2 separate regions of the Oryctolagus cuniculus genome follow, and region 2 is linked to region 1. A link is a contact called in public Micro-C data. All regions are on one chromosome and are shown on one strand. The core of a region is the stretch at or near the end of the contact, and the rest is flanking DNA. Distances in the headings are between cores, read along the strand shown. Region 1 overlaps APOLD1 (apolipoprotein L domain containing 1). Region 2 holds the start of HEBP1 (heme binding protein 1).

Region 1 (3,849 bases), core at 1,164-3,663:
CTTCCACATATTGGGGGCTGAGGCAAGTCCTGATTTATGCAGATACTTGTCCTTCAGCCCGTGCTTCACTAATCTGTAGATGGAACCCATTTATCACACTATCACACTGGCTACAACCGCTGCATCAGATGAAAACCAGGGACGCAATGTCCCTGCTGCCGTTTAAAGTGTATAATTAGCTCCTGGTGCAGCCTGACCCTGCTGGCGTTTCCGACCCACTCGGCCTGCCGTGTGCCCTGAGACCTCCAATCTCTTCTCCACAGATGGAGACGCCCAGCCCAGCACGCAGCACATCCCGTGGGGCGCGGCCTTGCATTCTTAAAGCTGCATGGGGCCGCGTGTGTTTCCACCACTCACAGACTTGCAATGCTTTTTCAAACACAGGCGTGGAGTCTGAGTGGCTACATCAGCTAGAAGAGGGCTGGACACCCCCACCCTTTGCTTTTTCAAAACGGTTTTGTAACGGTGACCTTCCAAGAAACACTATAATCGGTCAGCCTGGGGTGTGTTCGAAGGCCTCCCAGATGGCGTCATTAGCTATTCTCAGGAGAGGAAAGGCAGGGTATCCCCCCTGGGAGAATGACAACACGTGTTTCAAGTCGGGGAAGAGCCTGTGGTTCTCTTCCTGCGTGTGGGGGAAAGCGAACACACAATGTCCACTTCCTAACTGCGGGATGTGCTGTGCTAGCAGGTCATTTTCCACTGTGTCACTTCCTTCTGGATGAAGGCAGCAGGGGCCAGCACAGGAAACAGTGAATTCTCAGGATGAGACAAGGCTTTCCCAGGGCTGCTATTGGTTCTCGGGAACTATAAAGCTCACCCATCCAGAAACAGCCTGGAACTTCTCCTTCCCAGAGGCAGCCCGAAGTGGATGGTAAGTGGGGAGCCCAGGGGGAGACCGTCTGAAAAGTAGCCATAGGCCTTGTGATGCTGGGTTGTATTCAGGTCCATTAGGTATCGGGGATGATTTTTCCCTGGAAACTTATCTCTGGTGGGTTGGAATATGGAAATGGGCACGTGAGATCAGCAGCTGTGTGTCAGGAGACCTGGCTTCTAGGCTCTGTGAAGAGTCAGCTGTCTCTAGAGTGTGTCTCTGTTTCAACTTCCTCATCACCCAGGTGAGAATGAATTCTGCCCTGATATCTCATGGTTTTGAAATGCTCTATGTCTATGACTTATCTGCCACTAGAAATTCCTAAGAAAGAGGAGGACAGTGGATACCAAGGCAAGAACCCCTGGCGAGCAGAAAAGATGGGCTTTTTACCCTAGGACATACCATTTTCTCCATTTCCTCCCATTGGTTTCAATCCATCAAGGTACCAGGCGGCTCTCAGTGACTGGTAGAGCAAACACATGTTGGCCACTTAATTTTGCTGTCAGCCACTTTCAAAACAAAGAGAGCCACAATGGTATTAATTTAATAGTTTTAATTAAACTTTTGCCAAATATTGAGCTATCTGAAGACCAGATGTGCCCCAGCTGGAATCAGTGACCCCAACCACACCTTAGGCTGGATGAATATTTAGCCAAGAATTGCTTCATGTGAGCACCAGGCTTGGCTTCTTATGGACAATATGACTTTTTTCACCTATGACAGAGAAAGGGGGAGAGGTGGAACAGGGAGGAGGGGGGAGGGAGGAAGAGAGAGAGAAATTGTGTTCCAAATCTCCCTTGCCCAAAACTATAACGAAAGAGCTTCGCAAGCCGTGCAATCCACCACTTGTGAGGCTCTTTCAAACAGAGCTACGGCTTCAGGATTGGCGTAGCCATCTAATGCCCTCTCCCATCACGCCAAGCCCAGCTCTTGCTTAACAGATAGTGGACGCAGTCCATCACCAGGGTTCCCCGGGGAAGACGCTCAAAGAGCATTATTCCTATTCGCAGATGCGGACCTGAGGAACAGAGGACCCGTGATTCCCGCTCAGATCCCAGCGCCGGCTCCCGCGGACTTGACCCGCTTCCCGCAAGGTGGCAGTAGCGGCTCCGCGGAACTTCGACGACCCCCAGCTTGAGGACGGCGGCGAGGCCCCTGGCTGACCGCGCCTCCGAGTCCGCGCAAGCCATGCAAGGCCCGGCGGCCTGGGAGCGGCGGGACGCCGACGCGCTGCGGCGCTTCCAGGGGCTGCTGCTGGACCGGCGCGGCCGGCTGCACGGCGAGCTACTGCGCCTGCGCGAGGTGGCGCGGCGCCTCAAGCGCCTCCGCCGGCGCTCCCTGGCGGCCAACCTGGCGGGCAGCTCGCTGAGCGCGGCGGGCGCTGTGGCCGCCGTCGTGGGGCTCTCCCTCAGCCCGGTCACGCTAGGGGCCTCGCTGCTGGCGTCCGCCGTGGGGTTGGGGGTAGCCACGGCCGGAGGGGCCGTCACCATCACGTCCGACCTCTCCCTGATCTTCTGCAACTCCCGGGAGCTACGGAAGGTGCAGGAGATCGCGGCCACGTGCCAGGACCAGATGCGGGAGCTCCTGAGCTGCCTCGAGTTCTTCTGCAGCTGCCACGGGCGCGGGGACCGCCAGCTGCTGCAGAGCGGCAGGAACGCCTCCATGGCCCTGTACAACTCCGTCTACTTCATCGTCTTCTTCGGCTCACGCGGCTTCCTCGTCCCCAGGCGGGCAGAGGGGGCCACCAGGGTGAGCCAGGCCGTGCTGAAGGCCAAGATTCAGAAACTGGCCGAGAGCCTGGAGTCCTGCACGGGGGCCCTGGACGAACTCAGCGAGCAGCTGGAGGCCCGGGTCCGGCTCTGCACCAAGTCCAGCCTCGGCCACGACCTCAAGATCTCAGCTGACCCGCCCGCGGGGCTGTTTTTCTGAGAACATCCTTTCCCGCCCATGACCGAGGCCAGACGCCATCCCCATGGGATGCTCCAAATCTGTAACTCCCGCAGGAAAACCCTGAGCTGAGTGCAAAGACTGAGGAAAACTGTGCCAAGCGGGAGGGTCTCCAAGGCCCTTTACCCTCACGTGTGACTTCCTGTCTGGGTTTGGGGGCTGCGGACTTTTGCGTGTTCCTGAGGGACAATGTGAACTGAAACCTTTTCCCCTTTTCTGTCTTCCACAGTGGGAGACACTCCTGTTTCAAAGTCATTTGGGGTGGGACGGAGGAGGCAAGGGCTCACTACCATGGTGGCTTTTATTTTTAAATTTTTATTTCTTTATTTTTTATTTATTTGAAAGGCAGAGAGACAGATAGCGATCTTCTGTCTACCGGTTCACTCTCCAGATGCCTGCTACAGCCAGGGCTAGGTCAGACAGAAGCAAGTAGCCCAGAAATCAATCTGGATTTCCCACATTGGTGGCAGGGGCTCAAGTTCTTAGAACATCACCTGCTGCCTCCTAGGGTGTGCATCGGCAGGATGCGGCATTGGAAGCAGAGCTGGGCCTGGAATCCAGGCACTCTGACATGGGATGAGGCCCCTGCACCATATGCCTGCCCCTGCTCTGGTGGTTTGAGCTGAGACTGGAGAGGATACCCCCCCCCCCCCGTCCCCTCCAAATTCCACTAGGCTTTGATGTCCTCAAAGTGCCCCTAAGAGGAGACACCTGTTTTTAAGCCGCTCTTCCAGAGTTTGTGGTAACAAGGAATTTCAGAACCCAGAGCAAACCTGCGCCTCATTAAGCTTCATAGGAAGATTCAGGACCCAGAGAGGGACCTGGAACTGGCTTGCCCCGCTCCTCCCTCCAGTAGCCTGGGAATGGAGCTGACTTTTCCTGGTTGGCTTCAAGCCAGACCTGCAGATGCTTCGAGAGGGGAGGCCAGCTGAGCAGTCATGAAGTCCTGCCTGTTGTATGAAGAAGCTGAGGCCAGAAAGCGGGGAGGTGACTGACCCCTTCAGTCCCTGCCATGGAGTTCAGGGAAG
Region 2 (4,266 bases), core at 331-2,830, 190 kb after region 1:
GCAATATTGGCTCACATCACTGTATGGTAACAACTGATAGAATTGCCCTTTTGAAGATGGGGGAATCTCTCTGTGATTTGCCTCAGTCCCCACCATGCCATATAGTCCTAAACACTCAGCCTCACTCATATCCATCATTGTCAGGCTACTGTAGGCACCTGACCCTGGGACCCTTGATTAGGGGTAATCTGCTCATTCCACGTACAGTGGGGGACACGGAGACAGGGACAGGTGAAGCGACAGGTCTCTCTGGTTGCTTGACAGGTGCAGTCTCAAGTCTCATTGGGGACTCGGTGACGACCACTGCACCAGGTACTAGAACCTACTCCTCAGCTAGTCTGTTAATAAATCAGACGCTGTGCTGGGAGTTCCATACCCAGCACCTCAAAAAGTTGATGGGAAAACGCAACTGTAAGTTTGTATCGGTGTGAAAAATGTTTGAAACCCATGCATAGTTTTTCCATAATACACAATGTCATGAGCATTTTGAAGATCCTCTCATATACGTGGGTTCCAAGTGGTTTTGCACCAAAAGAAACTTAATTAATTATTATTATTATTATTTTTATTTAAGAGGCAGAGGACAGAAAGGGAGAGCGAACTCCCATCTGCTGGTTCACTCTCCAAATGCCGGCCAAAGCCAAGAATCAGGGACTCAATCCAGGTTCCACACGTGGGTGGCAGAGTCGTCCCCGCTGCCTTCCAGGGTCTGCATTAGTAAGTGGAAAATTAGACACTCTGATGCAGGACGCGGGCCTGCCCGCCAGAAGATGATAGTCCGGTGGCAGCCCCGTTGTTTTCAGGGAGGCAGTCCCACGGGGCCATGTTGGCACTGGTGTAAATTTGGGGAATACACAGTTATGGATTCCAGGCCCCCAATTTCTGCAGCGCTAGCTGCCCTTTCTGCTAGCGCTTTCCTGTTCTGCCCAGCTGGAGACCCGTCACTGCTCCAGGCCCTGCGACCCCGCCCACAGGCAGTACTGACGCTACACTCTTGTCCTCAGCTCTCCAGTAGCGGGGACTTTCTGGCCCACAAGGCCTGTGTCAGTCATTTCTGCAGTCAAGAGTCTCTCAACAAACAGAAACTGTTGAGGACATCTGGAATGTTCGGATAAACGCAGGCATTCAACAGGCGGTGTCCAACTCGCCACGCTGGGGTCCTCCCCCCGTCAACCTCCTCTCTCTGACTTCCCTCCTCCCCGCAATGCCCTGTAACCCGCTACACCGGACCATGAACTTCCCTCCTTCCAAGAGCTGGGCCGCAAAGGGCCGCGCCCGGGAAGAAACCAGCACACACACACACACACACAGCGGTCCCTCAGAGCCCTCTGCGGCCGGACCCTCCTCCAGGCTCCAGCAGCCCTGCGGGCCTACCTTGTCCCCTTTGCTCAGCACCTGCCAAGGCCATGTCTCTACGCTCCCGAACAGGGAGTTCCTGATCATGCCCAACATGCTGTCGCCCTGGCGCTCCGGACGCACCGGCTGCTGCAGGGTGCGGAGACGGCGGGAAGGCGCAGCCTGAGCAGCGAAGCGCACGGCAGGGGCCAGCGGGGCGAGTCCGGAGGGCGGAGCGAAAGGGGAGCGTCGGGAGGGCGGAGCGAGTAGGGTAGGCGGGGTGAGCAGGGCGCCAAGCGAGAGCCTGACTGGCGGGGGCGCCTGGTGGGCGGAGCGAATCCGGTGGGCGGGGAGAGCCTGGCTGGCACGCCCAGTCGAGTGGGCGGGGCGAGGAGGACGGCTAGGGCGCTGGCGAACCGGGAGGGCGGGACAGTGCCGCGGCGGGGGTCGATGCCCCGGGAGGTGGGCCTGAGCGGGTCGCGCAGGTGGGCGGGGCGAAGGGAGGAGGCTGCTGGCCGCGGAGTCTCTCAGGGAGGTATGGTCTTTTACCGCCCCCACCCTACCCGGTTACCTCATCTGTAGACGATGAAGGATCCTCTAACCGAGTTCCCTACAGAACACTTTCTTTCCTACGGTCGTTTTAAATATTTGTTTAATTTGAAAGGCAGACAGAGGGACCTCCTGTCTGCTGTTTCACTCCCCAAATGCCAGCAATGGGGGGAGGTGGGGGCTGGCCCGAGCCTAGCCTGGGACTCTCTCCGGGTCTCCCACGTGGGTGGCAGGGGCCTGACTACTTGAGCCATCCCTGTTGCCTCCCAGGGTGTGCACTGGCACACACTGGCCCAAAGGCCAGCCTGCTACAGTCCGTTTTACTGAGATCCTACTGTGTCACCAGGCAGCAGCTTTGCGCATTCACTCCTATTCATAACCTTGTAACAATTTTATCCCTATTTGTTGGGTTGAGTGCTCCCTGCCAAATGTTTTACAAACGTTGTCTTTACTCCTCATGCAACTAAAAAGTGGTATTTTATAGCCACTTTACAGAGGAGGAACCTGATCCTCAAAATAATTGACTTTGCGGGGGTGGGGGGGCGGCTGAATCAGGTGTGGAGTGTCTTCCTGTGGTGTCAGTGCCCCGATTCTTTGCACCCTGTCATCCAAGCCACGTCTACATGTGGCACTGCTTCCCCAAAACTCCGTATGTTCCACCTCTGTGCAACACGGACCCCTGCACCAGGGCAGCTTGCCCCTTGGACTCCCCCTTTGTATTTGACTTCTCTGAAAATGCACTGCAGACACTCTCCATGAACGCTGTGTGGTCCTTTTTATTTATTCTCACGTTCTGACTATATGGCTTTTCAAAATTCTTTGGTGGTGTTTATTTATTTGAAAGTAGAGGGATAGAGACAGACATAGAGAGACATCTTCCATCTGCTGGTTCGCTCTTCAAATGCTTGAAGCCAGGCCACTCCAAAGCCAGGAGCCCAGAACTCCATGAGGGCTCCCACACAGGTGGCAGGGACACAAGTACTTGAACCATCATCTGCTACTGCCCAGGGTGTGCATTAGCATAAAGTTGGAATCAGAAGCAGAGTGGAGGCTTGAACCCAGGCATCCTAATATGGATGTGGACATCCCAAACTGTGTCCTAACTACTGCACCAAATGCTGCCCCCCCATGAGGATTTTTTTTTTTTTCAAAAAAGTTTTTAATTGGGGGCTGGTGCTGTTGCTTAGCAGATGAAGCCATGCACTGCGGTGCCGGCATCCCATATGGGTGCTGCTCTGAGTCCCAGCTGCTCCACTTCTGATCCAACGAGCCTGGGAAAACAGCAAAAGATGGCCCAAGTGCGTGGGCCCCTGCACTCACAAGGCAGACCTGGGTGAAGCACCTGGCTCCTGGCTTCTTCAGCCTGGCCCAGCTTTGACTGTTGTGGCCATTTGAGGAGTGAGCCAGTGGATGGAAGATCTGTCTCTCTCTCTAATTTCTCTCTCTCTCTCTCTCTAACTCTACCTTTCAAATAAATAAATAAATAAATAGATATTTTAAAAATTTAATTGATGCATAGATAATTATACACAGAGGGTAAGAGTAGGATAATTCAATGCAGGTATATAATGTGTAATGATCAAATCAGATTAGCATTTCTGTCTCTTCAAACATTTATCATTTCTCTGTGTTGGGAACCTTCACAGTCTTCTAGATCTTTATCAAGGATGTAATACATTGTTGTAAACTATGGTCACCCCATTGTGCCGTAGAACACGCGATCTTCTTCCTCCTGTCTCGCTGTAGTTTGGTACCCCTTATCTAGCCTCTATCTAATTCCCTCTCCCCTGCACTTCCTAGTCTCTAGTGATCGCTATTCTACTTTGTACTTCTGTGAAATCAGCTTTTTTTAGCTTCTACATGTAGTGAAAACATACGATATTTGTCCTCCTGTGACTGCCTTATTCTACTAAACATAATATCCTTTAGTTCCATCCATGTTTATGCAAGTGACAGGATTTCATTTTTTAATGGCTGAATACTATTCCATTGTGTCTGCTTCATGTTTTCTTTTGTCGTTCATGACTGATGGACACCTGAGTTGATTCCATGTCTTGGCTCATGTGAATAGCGCTGCAGTAAACATGGGACTGCAGGTATTTCTCTGTTATAATTATTTCATTTCCTTTGGATGTATACCCAGTAGTGGGATTGATGGCTCATATGGCACTTCTACTTTCAGTTTTTGAGGAACCTCTGTACTGTTTTTTCATGTATGGTGGTTCTTTATACACTTTTAATCCATTGGTTTAATAAACTGGCTGTCATTTGAAATTGTTAACTTGTTAGTTTAATTTGTGGAGGCTTCCCTGCACCAAGGCCTTCTTGCTGTGCCTTTAAAAAATCTTTTTTTAAAAAAAAAAAAGATTTATTGTATTTACT

Evidence for each region. Hi-C and Micro-C count contacts between places; a contact is called where the count stands out from the background.
Region 2: a Micro-C map of ear pinna shows a contact between it and region 1, with 5 times the contacts expected there. The contact joins the promoter of HEBP1 here to the enhancer-like site in region 1. A contact is called at or near these places in 2 of 6 Hi-C or Micro-C datasets (ear pinna and skin fibroblasts).

What each region holds. Positions count from the first base shown.
Region 1 is chr9:110,432,723-110,436,571 of mOryCun1.1, forward strand. It overlaps APOLD1 (apolipoprotein L domain containing 1), which reads left to right. Exons shown (of 3, transcript XM_051850268.2): 3 at 1,885-3,849. The coding sequence starts at 2,063. The coding sequence ends at 2,803. Among named protein-coding and RNA genes, the nearest start is that of DDX47, 25 kb to the right of the region's middle. Within about 2 kb of position 2,414, at least 3 of the 8 cell types and tissues checked have an H3K27ac peak or open chromatin away from gene starts, as enhancers often do. A contact at or near this core is called in ear pinna, where this site is marked.
Region 2 is chr9:110,624,475-110,628,740 of mOryCun1.1, forward strand. HEBP1 (heme binding protein 1) reads right to left here and starts at 1,581. Exons shown (of 4, transcript XM_002712658.5): 1 at 1,375-1,581. The coding sequence starts at 1,452.